Linked DNA regions of Sus scrofa: region 1 is linked to region 2. A link is a contact called in public HiChIP or PLAC-seq data. All regions are on one chromosome and are shown on one strand. The core of a region is the stretch at or near the end of the contact, and the rest is flanking DNA. Distances in the headings are between cores, read along the strand shown. Region 1 overlaps PITPNC1 (phosphatidylinositol transfer protein, cytoplasmic 1). Region 2 holds the start of PSMD12 (26S proteasome non-ATPase regulatory subunit 12).

The links. HiChIP or PLAC-seq counts read pairs in DNA pulled down with a chosen protein or histone mark.
Region 1: an H3K27ac HiChIP or PLAC-seq map of alveolar macrophages shows a contact between it and region 2. The contact joins the enhancer-like site here to the promoter of PSMD12 in region 2.

Annotation. Positions count from the first base shown.
Region 1 is chr12:13,826,750-13,833,073 of Sscrofa11.1, reverse strand. The region is part of intron 1 of PITPNC1 (phosphatidylinositol transfer protein, cytoplasmic 1); the gene reads right to left. Among named protein-coding and RNA genes, the nearest start is that of PITPNC1, 89 kb to the right of the region's middle. Within about 2 kb of position 1,878, at least 33 of the 83 cell types and tissues checked have an H3K27ac peak or open chromatin away from gene starts, as enhancers often do. A contact at or near this core is called in alveolar macrophages, where this site is marked.
Region 2 is chr12:13,725,533-13,731,964 of Sscrofa11.1, reverse strand. PSMD12 (26S proteasome non-ATPase regulatory subunit 12) reads left to right here and starts at 1,893. Exons shown (of 11, transcript XM_003482961.3): 1 at 1,893-2,102. The coding sequence starts at 1,995.

The sequences.
Region 1 (6,324 bases), core at 629-3,128, 100 kb before region 2:
TATGAGATGGCAAATTTGTTGCTGAGACTGGAGATGGGAGATACTGCAGCAGTGCCATTCATCTTGCCAGTGATGGGTGAAGAATATTTAGAATTCACCGTCAGTTGCCTTAGCCTCTCTGATTCCCCAAAACTGGGGTGCTCTAACACTTGCCCAGGCCTGTAACAGGTTCTTCTGACACAGAGAATTCCTTACTGAGAAGGCAGAGGTCCTACCTAGGAAGAAGGACCTTCTTCTAAAAAACCCTATCTCCAACACTTGGGCCTTACAAAATACTCACACTAAGTAACAGCTACTGACTTCGTGCCATTGGCGTCTCCATCTAACAAAAGGACTCCAAATATGATTGGGTATTTTAAAAATTAATTGGAAAACTGTTTGGCAATATCTACTAAAGCTGATCATATAACAATTCAACTCCTGAGAACATAACCAACAAAATACACATATTCCCTAAAAGCACTATTTGTAATAATGCCAAACAGGAAGCGACTCAGATGTCCCCAGGAGGAGAAGAAATAAACTATAGCGCATTCACACCATGGAACACTACACAGCAGTGAGAATGACCAAGCACACAACAACAGGACACGTCTCACAATTACAGTGCCGCATGGAAGATGTGTGACACAGGAAACCACATACTCTTACTCTGTTTAATTAAGCTCCAAGGGTACAAAACCCATCTATTGTGTTGGGAGTCAGGACAGCGGTTACCCTGGGATGATGAGAAGACAGGAATGAGGCATGAGGGTCCTGTGCCTTTGATCTGGGTGTGGGTTATTTTTTCTTAGTTTCTATAGTGGATCACTACAAACTTGGTTGCCTAACACAACAGAAATTCATTCTCTCACAGTTCTGGAAGCCAGAAGCCAGAAACCAAGGTGTCGGCAGGACCAGGCTCTCTCTGAAGGCTCTAGGGGACAATCCCATTTGCCTCTTCCAGCTCCTGGCGGCTCGAGCTGTTCCTTGTGTCCACAGCTCTTCAATCTCTGTTTCTATCTTCGTGTGGCCTTCTCTTCCGTGGCCTCTTCTTTTCTTCTGTCTCTTGGAAGGAGACATGTCATTGGATATAGGGACCACCCAGGTAATTCAGGGTCTCAAGAACCTTAATATCAAAAAACCCCTTTCCAAATAAGATCCCATTCCCAGGTTCTGAAGGACCTCTCTGTCTGGGAGCCACCATTCAACCCTCTAGTTACCTGGGGGTGCGATTTCACATAGTGATGTATGCATGCACTTTTCTGGTTGTTTGTTATATATACACCAGGGTTTTTTTTTTTTTTTAAGACAGCTTACACCTTCTCAGAAATACATGTATCTTATTCACCACGAGGCATCTTGCCCACATCTAACAGAAAAGAAGACCACAATTCCTGGTAGTTCATTGGCCACAATGCCCACAGCGCTGTTGGCTTTTCGCAACCTCCCATCCCATGTCTGGTCTTGACAGAATGTATAGAAACCTCACAGCAACTTCCATGTAGGTTTTTATTAACTGATTACCTCCCACCCTCCACAACCCAAAGTGGTAAAATCCGGGAACAAATTACAGGCCTGGGACCATCACAGAGTCTGGGCTCTGCACTGTGTCAGCTCAGAGAACCAGGCTGTAATTTTAGACAGATGTTAGTGAACTTGGGAATTCCTGGTGTGTGGACTTGGGTGCCTCCAACCCCAGATGGCAGGGGAAGCAGCCAGTGCTCCCTGCTCAGATGACCCAGAAAACATTTCTCAATGAATCGTCCAGCGTGACTCACGCTGGCTCCCACATCTGGCAGATCTGGGTTACATCACTCTCTGTCCTCGGTGTCCTGCGGGTTCCTGGGAACACGCTGCCCAGAGTCAAGTGCACCAGCTGCAGCAGCCGGCTGCATTCACACGCCTCTCTGCGTCATACTGACGGCCACACACTACGGGGCTGGCTCCGGCTCCCAGTTCCAGGGGCTAGCCAGCCGCCCCCAGGAGGCCGCCTCCTCTCACTTTCCCATGGGCCTAAGAAGTCACCAGAGAAGTAAAATTCCATGCCCGGAGGCATCCAGGGGAGGCCTGCATTTTCTGCTTTTCTCTAGCAGCAGCTCCCGGCACCATAGTTCCACATTAGCTGTGTTAATCTGGAGAGGGGAGAGGGGGGAACGAACCTAAAAACCTAAGCCATTCACATTCCTCAAATAGGGATCAGAAGAGAAGTAAGTATAAACTTTGAAAGATTACCAAGAAGAAACACTGATTGAGGCAGTAGGTAGCACAAAGTGGACGGTGGCAAGGAGGTGACAATTTTCATGGAGGAGGGGGCCTCTGACACTCTGCTCTGTTGGGCCAGAGTTCTGCTCCAGTCTCTGCATCACTTAAAAAGCCCCATAGCCCACAGTCTACCTGGAACAACACTTATGCTTGTTCCCCATAGCCAGGGATCAAATCCGAGCCACAGCAGTGACAATAGCCAAGTCCTTAACCACGAGGCCACCAGGGGACTCTTCCTGCTTTCTGTTTAACTAGAGATCCTTCAAGATTTTTATTTTATATCCTTTGAGTCACTGATGAGAACTGCCCGGAGGCTGCTTCTGGGGCAGCAGAACTCCCAGCAGCACCCAGTGGGGAGGTTCTTTATCCTCCTGCTCATCATCCCTAGAATGGCGAAGTTCACACGCACACAGCCACAATACAAGCCTGCCTCACTCCCCATCAGTTGCACCTGTTCGTTCAGAGTCATGGCATGTTAGAGCTGGAGGGGACATTTTTAAAAACAATTCTTTCATTGCATTCTTCTAACTGGTTGGCCAATCCATATTCTAAGTCTAGAAGCCAAGGTTTTTTAAGCCGAAAAACAAGAAACCTGACAAGGTAAGTAATTCATCCTTCCAGCTAGATAATGACATACACAAATGGACGACGCAGGTCTCCTCGTTCTTGGTTTCAACGTGACATCACGAGCCTCATTCATTTTTTTAAAAAACCAAAAAGTCTATTGTGAGTCTTTAAAATTGGGGCTGGGATTTATAAACCTGCAGATGTGTTTGAAAGAAATGACCATGAAGAAGACAAAGAAAGGGATGGAGAAGAGATCCCCTTATATCCGGTTATGCAGCTGGTACGTCAGAACCCTGGCTGCCCAGGAGACTCAGCCGGGGGCTTTCCCAACCCCACCCCCATCCCCCATGCCCAGGTCAGACCTCAGAGCAATTAAATCGGAATCTCTGGAGGTGGGGTTTGGATGGCAGTAAGCAACCCGGCAACTCCAGTGTGTAGCCAGTAGTAAACTGATTTATCGGGTTTTAGGCCCAACGCGCTGCGTAGAGACCATAACTATGGTTTCCATAAGAAGAAAGTGGAAAGAGGAGAGAAAAGGAGCAGGAAGGGTCATTTATATGATGAGATCTTCAATTTACTTTTTTTGTTTGTCTTTTTAGGGCTGCACCCACAGCACATGGAGGTTCCCAGGCTAGGGGTTGAATCGGAGCTGCAGCCTCTGGCCTACACCACAGCCACAGCAATGCCAGATCCTTAACCCACTGAGTGAGGCCAGGGATCGAACCTTCATCCTCATGGATACTCTTCAGATTCGTTTCTGCTGAGCCACGATGGGAACTCCTCCATTTCCTTTCAGCCTCTGTGCTTCTACAAGCTAATCAGAGGTGTGGTCGAACTGAGGTCTACATTGCTCTGATGCTCTCAGCCTGGGACAAGGCCACCTTTCCCCACCACATCTGTGACCACAGAGGCATGTGGGCCACACCTGAGAAAAGGGGGCCAGAGCAAGCAGTCAGGTCCCGTACTCATGGAACCGTCACAGGTCTCATGATACTTTTCCTTTTTAAAAAGGGAGCTGGTTCCCATAAGATCCAGCAAGTCCATACTTCAATATACATCTGAAAGCAGAGACTCAAAGGAATATTTGTACACCCACGTTCATAGCAACATTATTCTCAACAGCCAAAGGATAGAGGCAACTCATCCATCCATCAACAGAGGAATGTATAAACACAATGTGGTCTATATGTACAATGGAGTCTTATTCAGCCTGAGAAAGGAAGGAGCACTCTGACAGGTAGAAAGTAGATTAGGGTTGCCATGTACGAAGGGTAGGGAGTGATTGGTGGCTAAGAGGTAGGGGGTTTCTAGGGAGCACTGATGAAAATGTTTCTAAAATTGATTGCAGTGAGGGTTACAACTCTTTGGATATACTAAAAGCTACTGAACTGTGTACTTTAAATGGGTGAATTGTATGGTATGTGAATTATATCCAAGCTGTTTGGGGGAAAAAAAAAAAGGCAGTGTTTTTAAGAATGTCTGCCAGAGGAGTTCCTGCTGTGGCTCAGCAGGTTAAGAATTCAACACAGTGTTCGTGGGGATGCAGGTTCAATCCCTGGCCTCGCTCAGTGGGTTAAGGATCTGGTGCTGTCGTGAGCTGTCGTGTAGGTCACAGACGTGGCTCAGATCCAGCGGTGCTGTGGCTGTGGTATAAGTCAAAGCTGCAGCTCCAATGAGACCCCTAGCCCAGGAATTTCTATATGCTGCAGGTGTGGCCATAAAAAAAGGAAAGAAAAGGGGGAAAAAAAAAACTGTACATAAACTTTAGCCACAAAGAGGTCATTTCTAAATAAGAACAGACCATAGGGAATCTTTTCTCTGAGAAAGTTTTTAAGGACCACACATCTCAGTTATATGGATAGTAAAAGGAAAGTAAAAATTTAAATTCATTTGAAAAAGTATGAATAATGTAAGGGTTCCTGTTCATTTGTAAAGCATAATTTTGTTGGTGGAGGAGAAAAATCACGAAGGTAGATGTGCCATCTGTAAAAATCATGAAGTCTGGGAGTTCCCGTCATGGTGCAGCGGAAAGGAATGGGACTAGGAACCGTGAGGTTGTGGGTTCGATCTCTGGCCTCTCTCAGTGGGTTAAGGATCCAGTGTTGCCGTGACCTGTAGGTCGCAGACGCAGCTTGGATCTGGCATTGTTGTGACTCTGGCATAGGCTGGCAGCTCCGATTAGACCCCTAGTTTGGGAACCCCCATATGCCGCTGGTATGACCCTAAAAAGCAAGCGAGCAAAAAAAAAAAAAAGTTGTGAAGTCTGAGGTCTGTACCCAACACATCCCAGGCCACTGAAATGGATCTGGCAGGCCTGACTGACTCAAGAAAGAGTCATAGAGCCTCGTAACTCCCCCGGGGCTCATGGAAGGACCGGCTGGCAGGCCTTGCATTTCCCGTTGTTACGCAACCACCAAGCTGCCAGCTTCCAAAGAAGACAAGGTGAATTCCAAGGAGCCCCATGCCGCCCTGGAGCCAAATGATGATTAATCCCCAAATAACTTTATCAAGGAGCCTTTTTCTAATTCCCTAAGGCAGTAATGCCAGGCCATTTCTTGTTCGTTGAGAAATCTCTGGTTTTCTCCAATGGGTTGACTCAAATGTGTTGTGAAAGAAGGGCTTATTTTTCATCTTTTCCTTCCTTTTGGCTTAGTATTCTAGCGGCAAAGAACAGCTTCCACAGGAGAAAATTCCATCGGCAACCGCTTTTGGAGCTGCAAAGCTTTCAAGCGAGTCCGCTTTCTCCTAGACTAACACGTCTGCCACAGAGAGAGAACAAACTTGCGGCTGCTCTCGGATCAGTCGTCCTAAGCCCTTCCTTCAGGCTGTGCTGATCCCCTACAAGTGAGGATCGTGGTGGTGTTTTCCAGGGAAGCCACCTAGGCCCTAGAGGCTGGTCCCCAAGCCCACGTGTTAGAACTCTTGCCAGGCATCTTAAAAAACAAAACGAAACAAAACAAAAACAAAAAACTTGTCATGCTTCCCCAGCCTCGGACCAGCAGCTCCAGAGCACCCCTCATGCTTGGCCTAGAAAGTCCACCCCAGTGATTCACCAGGAAGCCCAAAGTTTGACAGCTGGAAAATGTAAACTTTCTGCTTTCCTAAGAGTTTGCAAATTAACAGTCCTGCCAGAAGCCAATCACTCAACGGGAATTGGATTAAGTACTTGGACATCCTTCCCCTGGGCTCAGATGCTGGGAAACACTCACGTGTTTCTTGAGTGTAAAGTTTTGCAAGATAAGAGAAATTTCTCTAACTCTGAACAACAGAAAAGGGAAAGATTCTTGTCCACGGAGTTCCCATCGTACCTCAGCAGAAACGAATCTGACTAGCATCCATGAGGAGGCAGGTTGGATCCCTGGCCTTGCTCAGTGGGTTAAGGATCCGGCATTGCTGTGAGCTGTGGTGTAGGTCGCAGACGTGGCTTGGATCTGGCATTGCTGTGGCTGTGGCATAGGCTGGTGGCTACAGTTCCGATTCGACCCTAGCCTGGGAACCTCCCATATGCCGCGG
Region 2 (6,432 bases), core at 644-3,143:
CCTCTTTATGTGTCCGAGGCCAAAATAACTCCATTTCATATATGCCAAGCTATTTTCTTTTAGGTGTTTTGTTTTGTTTTGTTTTTGGCTGTACCCATGGCATCCAGGCGTTCCCGGGCCATGGAGAGAACTCAACCCACCCCAGTAACCCAAGCCACAGCAAAGACAACACCAAGTCCTTAACCGCTAGGCCACTAAGGAACTTCCTGAAGTTTTAAAATGCATTAAAATTTCTGGATTTCCTCTTGTGGCTCAGCAGGTTAAGAACCCAACTTGTATCCATGAGGATTTGGGTTCCATCCCTGGCCTCGCTCAGTGGGTTAAGAATCCAGAGTTGCCCTGAGCTGTGATGTAGGTGGAAGATGGCAGCTCAGATCTGGCGTTGCTGTGGCTGTGGCATAGGTTGGTGGCTATGACTCCACTTCTACCCCTAGCCTGGGAACTTCAATATGCCACAGGTGCGGCCCTTAAAAACAAACAAACGAACAAAAAAGTCTAAGAATTCTTCATGTGAAAAGCAATGGATGATTATACTTTGATGTGGTCAGTGGTATAACATGTTGGAAAAATCATTCTACCCTCATGCTTCAAGTAATCAACAGAATACACCCGTGGCAGCTGTAACTTTTGCATTTATAGTTAAGGTAGTGGATATGCATACGAGCAAATGACTACTTCTTTGTATTTCTACTGCAGACATGTTTTAGCCTTTATATTTTGTTTTTTGTTTTGTTTTGTTTTGTTTTGTTTTTGTCTTTTTGCCTTTCCTAGGGCTGCTCCCACGGCATATGGAGGTTCCCAGGCTAGGGGTCTAATCAGAGCTGTAACCACCGGCCTACACCACAGCCACAGCAACGTGGGATCCGAGCCACGTCTGTGACCCACACCACAGCTCACAGCAACGCCAGATCCTTAACCCACTGAGCAAGGCCAGGGATCGAACCTGCAACCTCATGGTTCCTAGTCGGATTCGCTAACCACTGTGCCACTATGAACTCCTAGCCTTTATATTTTGAAATATATTATTTTGGTATTTTGCAATCTTTCTCCTTTACATTAGATCTAGGACTATTTTTTTAATTATGTGTGTAGATGGGTTATATTACCATGATTTTCATTACAGAACAGTTTTTTTGTTTGTTTGTTTTTAAGGTCTATTCAGCACTTATAAAGGGAGCTTGAGGCTAATTAAACTGAGAACCACTAACATAACGGGCAGACCACACTAAGATTTCCATTTGCTTCCCAGGCTACTGTTGACACCTGGACCACACCACACACAACCTCCTTCTCACTTTCAAGGTCTTAAGCTTTTTTAAAAGGGACCTAGATGGTGTGGGTAGTAATGAAAAAAACTTGTATGGTTCTTAAGAATTGGAAATAGGTTCCTATACAAAATCTCGTTTGATGCTCAAAAAGGTCTTTCAGGGAAAAAGCAAAAATAGTCTTTTGTAAAGATTCTTATCAACATAATATTTACCTATTGCACTACCGAACCACTGCCATGGCTTTTCTTATGAGCTTGAGGAGATTTCACAGATGAAGCCACCAAGACTCTCAACCAGAAGAAACCTGAGAACTTTTTTCTTCGGGGTTTCTTTCAGCCTGCTCCTGGAGCCGCGAGAAAACCGAAATCCAAGAAAAGTTCAGTGACTCGCCCATGGTTCCGAGAAATCGCAATATTTCAAAGCAGAGGTGTGAGAAGATATATACGACAGCCTATTTGATAACACTCGCTTTCCTCACCGCAAATTTAGAGAAGTCTGTCACCAGACGAAAACCGGACTTGGCGGGCGGGGCGGAGCCCGCTCCTAGCTCCGCCCTCAGGGCTGTCTGCGGCAGTGCCTGCCTGGCGCCCGGCGCAGGGGTCCTCGTGGGGGTCCTTCGCGCGGGCTGCCCAGGCACTGCCTGAGCGGGTGCGCCGGCGGCTTCCGGTGTGGCTGACGAGTGGTGGCCGAAGCAGGGGGACAGCAAGGGACGCTTAGGCGAGGACCATGGCGGACGGCGGCTCGGAGCGGGCTGATGGGCGCATCGTGAAGATGGAGGTGGACTACAGCGCCACAGTGGATCAGCGGCTGCCCGAGTGCGAGAAGCTGGCCAAGGTAAGGGGAGGCCGGCTGCTTCTTGGCGGGCGCCAGGGGCTGAGTCACGGCGCGGAGCTTGCTTAGGCCTCTGGGGGCCTGCGGGCTGGAGTGCTCATCCCCCTATTGCCTGCAGAAGTAGGAGATCCCAGGTCTGCCTGAATAGGGAGATCCCGCACCCAGAGTACGTTAGGGCTTACAGCTTCCCAGACCTTCCCCAAGACCGATGGTCACTTCAATTCCTGGAGGGGGATGAGACTTCATAGTACTTTTTGCCTTTTCTTGGATTTTGTTTCACGTTTACTTTAGTAGTTTCTCGGGGGTTAAGGCCATTTCAGCATTCACGCTAGATCAGAAGGTTTAGATTCGTTGCTCTTGCCGGATCAATTTCTCTTGTTGCTTATGGATCGTGGCGAAGTGCTTGGCCTTTGGCCAGAAGAAGGGACAGGAAAGTGATAGGACGAAGGTGATTAACACAGGATCCCTGTCCTTAAGGAGTTCATGTAGGCAAGGAGGTAGACAAGTCACGCATGGTGGTGAGTGCTGTACAAATATAAAAGTGTTACTGAAACACAGGAGGAAGCTGTTTGTTCTTAGAGATGGGATAAGGGAGAGTTTTACAGAGAAGCTGACGTTTGTATTAGGGCTTGAGGAGTGAGTAAGATTGGGATGGGGAGGAGTCATCCGCGGAGCAGGACCTGCGGGAAATAGACAAATAAGCACGAAAGTGCAGAGTCACAGGAGCGGGGGTCATGGACAGTAGTTTAGCCCAACTGCTTATTTCCCATGAAAAAGAAATTTTACTTAATCCAAACATTTATCATGCCCCCTGCTGTGTCAGGCAACTTTGTGGGTCATTTTATAGGTAAAGAAACCAAGACTCAGAATTGTTTGTCCGTCAGAACAGTTAGTAATAGATAGAACCAGGGATTTAAATCTAGGTTTGCCTGACTAAGGTTTGGATGGTTGTTGAATCAGTTCCATCATGGGATGTTGTTAAGGATTCTGCTGAGGCCTCATTAAATTCCTTCATCAATCCAGCCACAAACATTTATTGCTGTTCATTTGGGATGCTTTCACTAATAGGGTTTTTTTTTGTTTGTTTTTTTTTTTTTTTTTTTTTTTTTGGTCTCTAAAGGAGCTTACTACCTCAGTACATTAAAACATAATATGTTTAGGGTCAGGAGGGGTGTCAAGTAATACTTCACATTGAATTCTTCGAAAGAACTATTTTAATGCTTTTCTTTTTTCCAGAAAAAGAATTTAGTGGGGCATTACAAAAGACCAGCATAGGGAAAGATGCGTGTCTTAGGTTCGGTACTGTAAGTGGAAGAAGGTCATAAATTAACCTCTGAGCTTTCTGGCTGCTAGTGTAAAGAAACATGGCCAGTGACATAGAAGTTGGAAAACGCAAATACCTACAGCACCAGGCAGAAAGCAATCACTGACATTTATTGAATGCCTTCTTCGGTGCCAGGCAGTCTTCTAAGTCTTACATGTATTAACTCATTCGATCCTCACCTCTGCCCTGTGTGGTAGGTATTACTGTTGGTCCTGTTTTTACAGACAAGAAAACAATCTGAGAAAAATTGAGTCACATGCTCCAAAGCCATAGTAAAGCTGGTCATGTGGTGGAGCCAGGATGCAAACCCAAGCAGACTGATGCTGGAGCTTCTGCTCCCACCAGGCTGTCCAACCTAGTAAGCAAAGTGTAATGAGAACCTGAACTTCTGAGCACCTGCTCAGGGAAAGGGGTCCTGTCCTGCCCTCAGGTTAATCTTTGCCAACTGGGAATGAAGGCCAGGCCTTGTCAACTCTTCTAATTTGAGGGCGAGACCAGGAACATGGATTTTTCTATGAATTGTCTCTGTATTTAGAAACTGGACACTAATCTGTTTTAAAGCACTGTTTGAGCCGATATCACATAGATCAAACAAAACATACCTACAGGCCAAAATCAGCCCCAGAACCACCTCTTTGGAGTTAATAGATTGATAGTGTTCATAGAAAAAGGTTAAGTGCTTTAAAGAAGGACAGCTATTCCTAGAACTGAGCCTAGGAGGGAAAAAATACCTTCCCTTCATCCACCCATTTCTTCTTATAGCCTACTGTGTGCCAGGCCCAATCAGTGTTCGACGTTGTGAGGAGTACGCAGATAGCTCAAAGGCCTGTAAGGGAAAAGTGCTTCACTGCTACAGTTGTAGTTGTTCTACAGTGTGGGGCATTTATTAAGAATATTGTTTTGTTCAAGACTGTTGAAAAGATTTGCAAACTCAAATGCCCAAAGATTTTTTTAGGTGTCAAGTGGGTGAGGAAAATGTTCAGGGGTGTCAAAGCCTGTTAAACTATGTAAAATTAAAGCCATTGATTTTTATGTTAGGACACTGTGCCTGTGGAAAAAAATAAGGTATAAACGTGGATTATCTTTGTGGGGAGGCGGGGCTGGGCAACCCTATGGGGTCGGAGCTGTTATGTGCATATCACTGAGGAGAAAATTGAGGGTCACAGAGGATAAGTGTCTTGCCCAGAGTAACAAAGTGGTAGATCTGGAATACAGACTCAGTTAGTCTGGCTGCAGAGCCTGTGTTTTTAACCATTACATTCTACTACTTCTCTGAGTGGTATTTGAGGCCCCTGTATCAGATTGGTGAGATAAATGAAAGGGATACTAATTCTTGATAATAGTTGTTGTTTCACCCTTGCATTAGGGAGTGTAAAATTAATCTAATGAAGGCCCTTTCTGAATATAAAGATGCAGTGTTTACCAGTTCTCATACACAGACGGTTCCCCTCTAGCCCTACCGCCACCCTCTGCTTTTGGATTACAGTTATTTAGGAACTGCTTGCTTTCTTAAATCGAATATGTCCTTTGTTTCTCCCTGCTCTTAATGTCTTTTCATTTGGTCGCCTGAAACCTCTCCTCCGTGCTTTGTTTTGTTTTGTCTTTTTTAGGGCCACACCCAAGGCATAGGGAGGTTCCCAGGCTAGGGGTCTAATCAGAGATGTAGACGCCGGCCTACACCATAGCCACAGCAACACCGGATCCTTAACCCACTGAGCGAGGCCAGGGGTGGAATCCACAACCTCATGGTTCCTAGTCGAATTCGTTTCCACTGCTCCATGATGGGAACCCCTGTGGTTAACTTTTTATTGTTCTTTTCTGAGTTGTTTGGATTATTTAAGGAATCATTAAAAGATTGTATCATTTAGGAGTTAAAAGACACATAGAATATATAGATGCCCAACATGTATCGATGGTGAACAAACGCCTTTTTTCTTTACCTCATTGACAAGAATTATTTTAATGAGGAAAAATGAGTCACAAAGGTCACATGTTCTAGCAAGTTGGTTTTGATAGCTCTGACCATCCTGTTCCCTTGAATTGAAAGGCAGAATTTCAAGATATAATTAGACAGGGAAGGAGGGAGGAGGATGTTGAGGAATAAGACTGAACGGGGAAGATTGGGTGAAAAGGTGGGACAGTGGGGAGTTGTGTTTCATGAAATTTATGGTAGTATCCCTCAGATAGCACTGAATCGTCAGCCATACAGCTTGTCACATCCTCCTTACTGTAATATATGAATCAGGGATTGTAAGCCAAGATTAACTGAATAGTTCAGGTCAGTGTCCATCCTCAGCACATACTACTAGGAACTCACTTAGAAGGCAAGACGTGTACATTAATACCTGTAGTACACAGTATAAAAAGATGTACCAGAATATCTACAGAAGCACCCTTATGTGCTTGGGCAGGTGTAGAACACTGAGCTGCAGTGGTGAACAGTATAGATACGGCCCCTGCTCTAGTGAGATTAGAAAGACAGTGAACATTAAAAAAGAAAAGAGGAGTTCCTGTCATGGCTCAGTGGAAACGAACCTCACTAGTACCCATGAGGATGCAGGTTCAATCCCTAGCCTTGCTTGGTGGGTTAAGGATCCAGTGTTGCCTTGAGCTGTGGTGTAGGTTGTAGACGTGGTTCAGATCTGGCGTTGGGTGGCTGCAGCGAAGGCTGGCAGCTGTAGCTCTGATTCAGCCCCTAGCCTGGGAACCTCCATATGCTGCAAGTGCAGCCCTAAAAAGACAAAACATTAAAAAAAAATTTTTTTTAATAAAATAAAACAAAACAATTTGGGAAAAAAATTATAAGTTTCCTGGTGGCTCAGCAGGTTCAGGATCCGGTGTTGTCACTGCCGTGGTGTGGGCTTGATCCCCTGGTCCAGGAACTTCTATATGCTCCAAGCTCAGCCAGAATAAAAAGGAAGAAAAGTTTGAGGTTGTCGACTGAAAAAAATACACAGCCTAAAAGGTGAGAATTAGAATTCCTCCTGTAGCACAGTGGGTTAAGGATCC